Regions from separate parts of the Sus scrofa genome. Here region 1 is linked to region 2. A link is a contact called in public HiChIP or PLAC-seq data. All regions are on one chromosome and are shown on one strand. Each heading gives the region's core, a stretch centred on a gene start, on an enhancer-like site or on the middle of the called end of the contact. The rest is flanking DNA. Distances are from core to core; before and after follow the strand shown. Region 1 overlaps C9H1orf21. Region 2 overlaps TSEN15 (tRNA-splicing endonuclease subunit Sen15).

What was found. HiChIP or PLAC-seq counts read pairs in DNA pulled down with a chosen protein or histone mark.
Region 1: a contact with region 2 is called in an H3K27ac HiChIP or PLAC-seq map of skeletal muscle, with 2.9 times the contacts expected there. The contact joins two enhancer-like sites. A contact is called at or near these places in 1 of 47 Hi-C or Micro-C datasets (fibroblasts) and 1 of 2 datasets of contacts at active chromatin or transcription factors (skeletal muscle).

What each region holds. Positions count from the first base shown.
Region 1 is chr9:125,723,225-125,725,924 of Sscrofa11.1, forward strand. The region is part of intron 2 of C9H1orf21; the gene reads left to right. Among named protein-coding and RNA genes, the nearest start is that of C9H1orf21, 110 kb to the left of the region's middle. Within about 2 kb of position 1,352, at least 5 of the 83 cell types and tissues checked have an H3K27ac peak or open chromatin away from gene starts, as enhancers often do. A contact at or near this core is called in skeletal muscle, where this site is marked.
Region 2 is chr9:125,392,249-125,394,948 of Sscrofa11.1, forward strand. All of the region lies in intron 8 of TSEN15 (tRNA-splicing endonuclease subunit Sen15), which reads left to right. Among named protein-coding and RNA genes, the nearest start is that of TSEN15, 93 kb to the left of the region's middle. Within about 2 kb of position 1,388, at least 16 of the 83 cell types and tissues checked have an H3K27ac peak or open chromatin away from gene starts, as enhancers often do. A contact at or near this core is called in skeletal muscle, where this site is marked.

The sequences.
Region 1 (2,700 bases), core at 102-2,601, 330 kb after region 2:
TTTCTGGAACGGTCATAGAATTTCCAAATCCTGACCAGCCACCTTGCAAATTCATGACCATTAATCTTGGACGGTAGTGAAGGACTGACTCTATAAATGAATCAGCAGGAATTTATGGTCTATCCTAGAAAAGCAACTCTCATTTCAAGCCCTCTTAATGACAGTGGAATTTTATCAACTTTGTGTACAATGGCAGGCATGTAAGCCACTCTGTTAGTATCTGTTTGTAATTGCTGTCATTGCCATAGGGTTTACCCTAAAAAGGAAATTACTGTTTGCATTTATTCTAGATCTTATTTTATCATAATGCATTTTTTAATGCTTGACCTGAAGAGGTTTATCTCAAGGTGACTTCCATTCAGAGAGAGGATACATATTATGATAACATGTTGTAATAGTTCTGTAATGGAAGAAGAATCTTCATTTTTATTAGAAATTCATTTGACTATACGGTTTGGGGAAAGTCGATTAAAAGCCTGTGGTCTGAGCCAGACTGCCTGGGTTCAAGGCCTGGCCTGGCCAGGTGGTACAGCTAGGTGAGTCAGTGTTTCCTTATGATGGAGACATTGATAGTTCCCTTTCATAGAGACACTGTGAGTATGAAATGGGTTAGGGGTTAACCACTTTTCCAAACTAGATCTGGAACTTTTAAAGGGCTCTGTAAACAATAGCGCTTCCTCCTTCTCCTCCTTACTCAAGCGAAGGAAGAGATCCTTGATGTATTGCTTGTCTTAATGTTACTAAGATCATAGATCAGAGTTGTAGTGTACAACTGATGCCTTTAAATGTAGTTATCTTTCAAACAACAAGTTTTTGTAAAGACATTGCGGTATTTGCATTGCAGAAGAACTTCAGTTTTCTTTCACTAGATGTAGTTGTAATGAAAAGTTACATTACAGTGAAACTGCCATTGTAATGAAAAGCTTCACAACCCCTGCTCTGGCTGGTATATTAATTCCTAATTGAAGGAGCACAAGGAGAAGAGCTTCCATTGACAGAGACCCCAGACACCTGCCAAGGGAGGGTCTGTCAGTTTCCCTGATGGTGCCTGTGAATGTGAAATGTCCTTCTAACTTCTGTTTCTGTCACTATGATTTGCAAATGTGTCCAGATCCTTTCTGAATCCATTCGTACTTTATGCCTGTATCATTTCCCAAAGTAATTATTTTCTGTGCTCTGCGGTTTAGTGGTTAGGAGCCTGGCCCTGGATTTAGACCAATCTGGGTTAGAACCAGCACTGCCACTTGACCAGCCAATCAAGGACTAATCTCTGCAACTGTAGAAAGGGCGTTATAATACCAGCCTCGCGCGACTGACCTGAGGATTAAATCCAGGCAGGGGAGAGGACAGGTGACTGGGCAGGCTTTTCTCTGGAAGGGTTATCAAGGATAACAGGAGCCCCAGCAAAAATAGCAGAGAGGCCTTAGCTGGCCTCCAGCCTTTCTGTGGTTAGTGCAGAACCAGAACTGCAAGAGTCAGAGCAGGCTCTTGAGAAACTGGATAAATTGCTGTCAGTACCTCCATGCGTGCCCGCCTGCCCGCCCGCCTGCCCTGGGAGCGGCTTGCCATGCATTCTCTTTCTTGTTTAGGAATTATATCTGTATGATATAACAATTACGGGACTTCCCTGGTGGCCCAGCAGGTTAAGGATCCAGAGTTGTCACTGCTGTGGCTCAGGTCACTGCAGTGGGGCCAGGTGCTATTCCTGGCCCAAGAACTTCTGCCTGCTGTGAGCATAGCCAAAAAAAAAAAAAAAAAAAATTAAACCCTCTCTCCAGAGGAAAGCCTTAGTATGCATATGCATTCCTAAAGGAATCTGGGCTGTATTTGGATCTGGTTATATATCTTGTGTCAGAGCTTGTCAGAGATGAATGTTCCGGGGGCCCTTCATGACTGGTTAATAGTTCCCTGGTCACTGAATGATGAGCCTCAAATGGATGAAGGAGATGTGCTGTCCAGCCTCTGAAATGATTGAGTGATTCGGGAATGGGGCCTGCAGGTCTAGTCTTAATTATTAAAGGTGCTGTGGAGAGGGCAGCTTTCCCACCGTCTCATCCTTGCCGTGTGGCTGCTTCTTCCCTGGTCCTCTTCGAAGAGGAGGACATGACCCTAAGAACGCTAAGAGGCCATAGCACCTGTGCACATGCATCGCAGCGCACTCACTTCCCTCAGAGAGGTCAATCCCCTGCCTCCACAGCACACAGCCGCCAGGGCATCAAGCCAGGTCCGGAGGAGAACGGCCCTTTGAGCTGGGGCTCTGTGTCTTGTGATTCACCGCTGTCCCGCCAGAGAGGAAGGAGCTGGGTCAGGTTGGGCGGCATTCCCTCTGCTCCCAGGATCCATCGCAAGCCCTCCCTGGTCCGCGTGCTCCAGTACCTTCCCGTCCCCAGGTCCCCAGTGGAGGGTGTACCTGTCAGGGGAGGCAAGAAACAGGTTCTGGCAGGCGCCGTGTCTCAAGCAACTGCCCCCGCAGCGGACTGCAGACCAAGATTCCACCTGCCCCCGTGAGACTCCTTGTGGCTCCCCTCACCCTCGTGCCATACTGGCCTCTCTCTCTGGCTCGTGGCTGGTCTTCTCCTCGTGTTCTTCCTCCGCCTCTGCTGCTCCGAGCAAGTTCCACCTTTGTGGCGCCCTCTCTGAGAGCCAGGCGGAAAGCCTGGGATTCAGATGGTGGAGGTCTGTCCAGAGGAGAGGATCGAT
Region 2 (2,700 bases), core at 138-2,637:
GAAATTCAAGTTCCAGATTTTGGAGAAAACAGAATTGAATAGAAGGAAACCAGAGACACAGCCGCAATGGAGCACAACATGCATGCAGAGAGCCAGAGCACAGGACCAACTTGCAGGCCCCTTAACTGCACTTGCCACAGACTGGCAGGTACTGTCATTAAAATTTAAGAGACAATGCTCCTGGTTTTTAAAAGTTTTACTGTATGGAAGTCAGATGGTGAATTTAACAGTGTTCAAAGTCCTAGTCCGTACCAGTTATGAAAAGAGAGATTTGCCTTCTCTTTTAAGGTAATGACTGAGCCCCTTCCAAAGTGTCTTCTCCCTTCCACAGAAGCCAGCTTTTCACACACCAATACCCAGCCCACAGGGATTGCTTTCCACTGGGTAGCAGTTTATGGCGTCACCCATTCCAAATACAATCTTAGTGAATATAGAAACTATTTAAGGAGTCCCATCGTGGCTCAGTGGTTAATGAATCCGACTAGGAACCATGAGGTTGAGGGTTTGATCCCTGGCCTTGCTCAGTGGGTTAAGGATCTGGCATTGCTGTGAACTGATCCCACGTTGCTGTGGCTCTGGCATAGGCCAGTGGCTCCAGCTCCGATTAGACCCCTAGCCTGGGAACCTCCATATGCCGCAGGAGCGGCTCAAGAAAAGGCAAAAAGGCAAAAAAACAAAAAACAAAAAAACTATTTAAGTGTTTGCAACCTGACTTTATTTTTAATTTCAGCTTGGTTTTTATCCAAAATATTCTTCCAAGCCTCAAAGCCTTTAGCCATTTTAGGTACCTCTCTCCTTAGTCCATTAAGTAAAATAGCCACCATCCAAGCAATAGTTATTCTGTACCAGGCACTGTGCATGGCCTTTATATACCTTATGTTCGTTAATCTTCACATGAGATGGGTATTATTATTATTATTATTATCCCATTTTGCATATGAAAAAACCGAGGCAGTGAAAGGTTAAATACCTTAACCAAGCTCACATGACCAGTAAGGAGCAAAACAAGGGTTCAAACCAGAGCCTTTACCGTTGTACTCTACTGCCTCTACTTCCATTTGATTTTTTGCTCATGGAAGACACTTCTTGGGAGAGTAGTTGATCCTTCAGAAAGACCAATAAATCAATTCCAGTTCATCAGAATTTCTCTGCATTTTTTTTTCCATTCCAGCACTTGTGGAATTTGGGAACCTCTTATCATGGTACCTGTGTTCACTCCTAGGTACCTCCCTTCTCTAAGTCTTAGCAGCTCTCTGGAATGGTGAGATCCTGGGGCTGTTGCCACAGTCTTCTGGAAAAGAGAAGCTTCTTGGCTCCAGCACACTCTTAAAGCTCGGGAGAAGAGCTGCACTGTGGGGCCAATCTGTCACTGTGTCTATATTTAGCACCATCTGCCAGGAATATTTCAAACTGCCTATTTTAGTACATGCTGTTTTGTGCAAATGCGACTGCTCCACCACTAGTTCGTGGGAAACCAAGGGCATTAAGTGGATTTTCTGGGTTTTTTTTTTTTTTTTTAAGTGTTGTAAGTCAGCCCTTCAGCCAACCTTCAAATGAGACATGGGAGAGGATGGAGGCAGGATTTTCCCAGGGTGTTAGCCCCAGGGGTCTACACTTTTAGTGGCTCAAAAGTAATCCGGGAGTGGCAGCTGCAGAAGAGGCAGAGGAGGTTCTGGTTGGGGGTGGGAGGTGGGGAGGGAAAAACATAAAAGGCCCAGACTTTTATACAGCACCCCTGAGCCAACGTGCTGACCAGGCTCATCTCAGAGCTCCCCCACTCCAGCTCCGTAAATCACTGGACAGACTCTTCTAGCCTTAACCAACCCCTCACAGCCTTCATGATTCATCTCATGAAAGACAAGGGCTCCCATTACTGAGGGCTTCCCTTGTGCTAGTTTTTAGTTTTGGTTTTTAAAAGCATCAGTTCATTTCTTCCATACAACATTCTTATGAGGGAGGTTCTATTTCTTTTTCCATTATGGTTTATCACAGGACACTGAATACAGTTCCCTGTATTGTACAGTAGGACCTTGTTGCTTATACATTCTGTGTATAATAGTTGATGCCTCTAATCCCAAACTCCCGCTCCATCCCTCCCTGACCCACCCTCTTAGCAACCACAAGTCTATTCTCTATGTCTTTGAGTCTGTTTCTGTTTTGTAGATAAGTTCATTTATGTCATATTTTAGATTCCACATGTAAGTGATATATGGCATTTGTCTTTCTTTTTCTGACTTCACTTAGTATGATAATCTCTAGGTCCATCCATGTTGCTGCAAATGGCATTATTTTATTCTTTTTATGGGAAAGTAATATTCCATTGTGTGTATACACCACACCTTCTTTATGCATTCATCTGACAGTGGACACTTAGGTTGCTTCTTTGTCCTGGCTTTTGTAAATAGTGCTGCTGTGAACATAGAGATGCATGTATCTTTTTGAATTATAATTTTGTCTGGATGTATGCCCAGGAGTGGGATTGCTGGATCAAATGGCAACTCTATTTTTAGTTTTTTCAGGAACTTTCTGTTCTCCATAATGGCACACCAATTTACATAGAGAGGTGCTATTCTTGGTTCCACCTTACAGCCAAGGAAACTGAGGCTTAGAGAGCCTCAGGGACTTGCAGAGTCAGAAGCCGAGCTTGGGCTCACTGAAGCCAGACCAGGATCTTAACTATTGTTATCATATTGGCCAGTT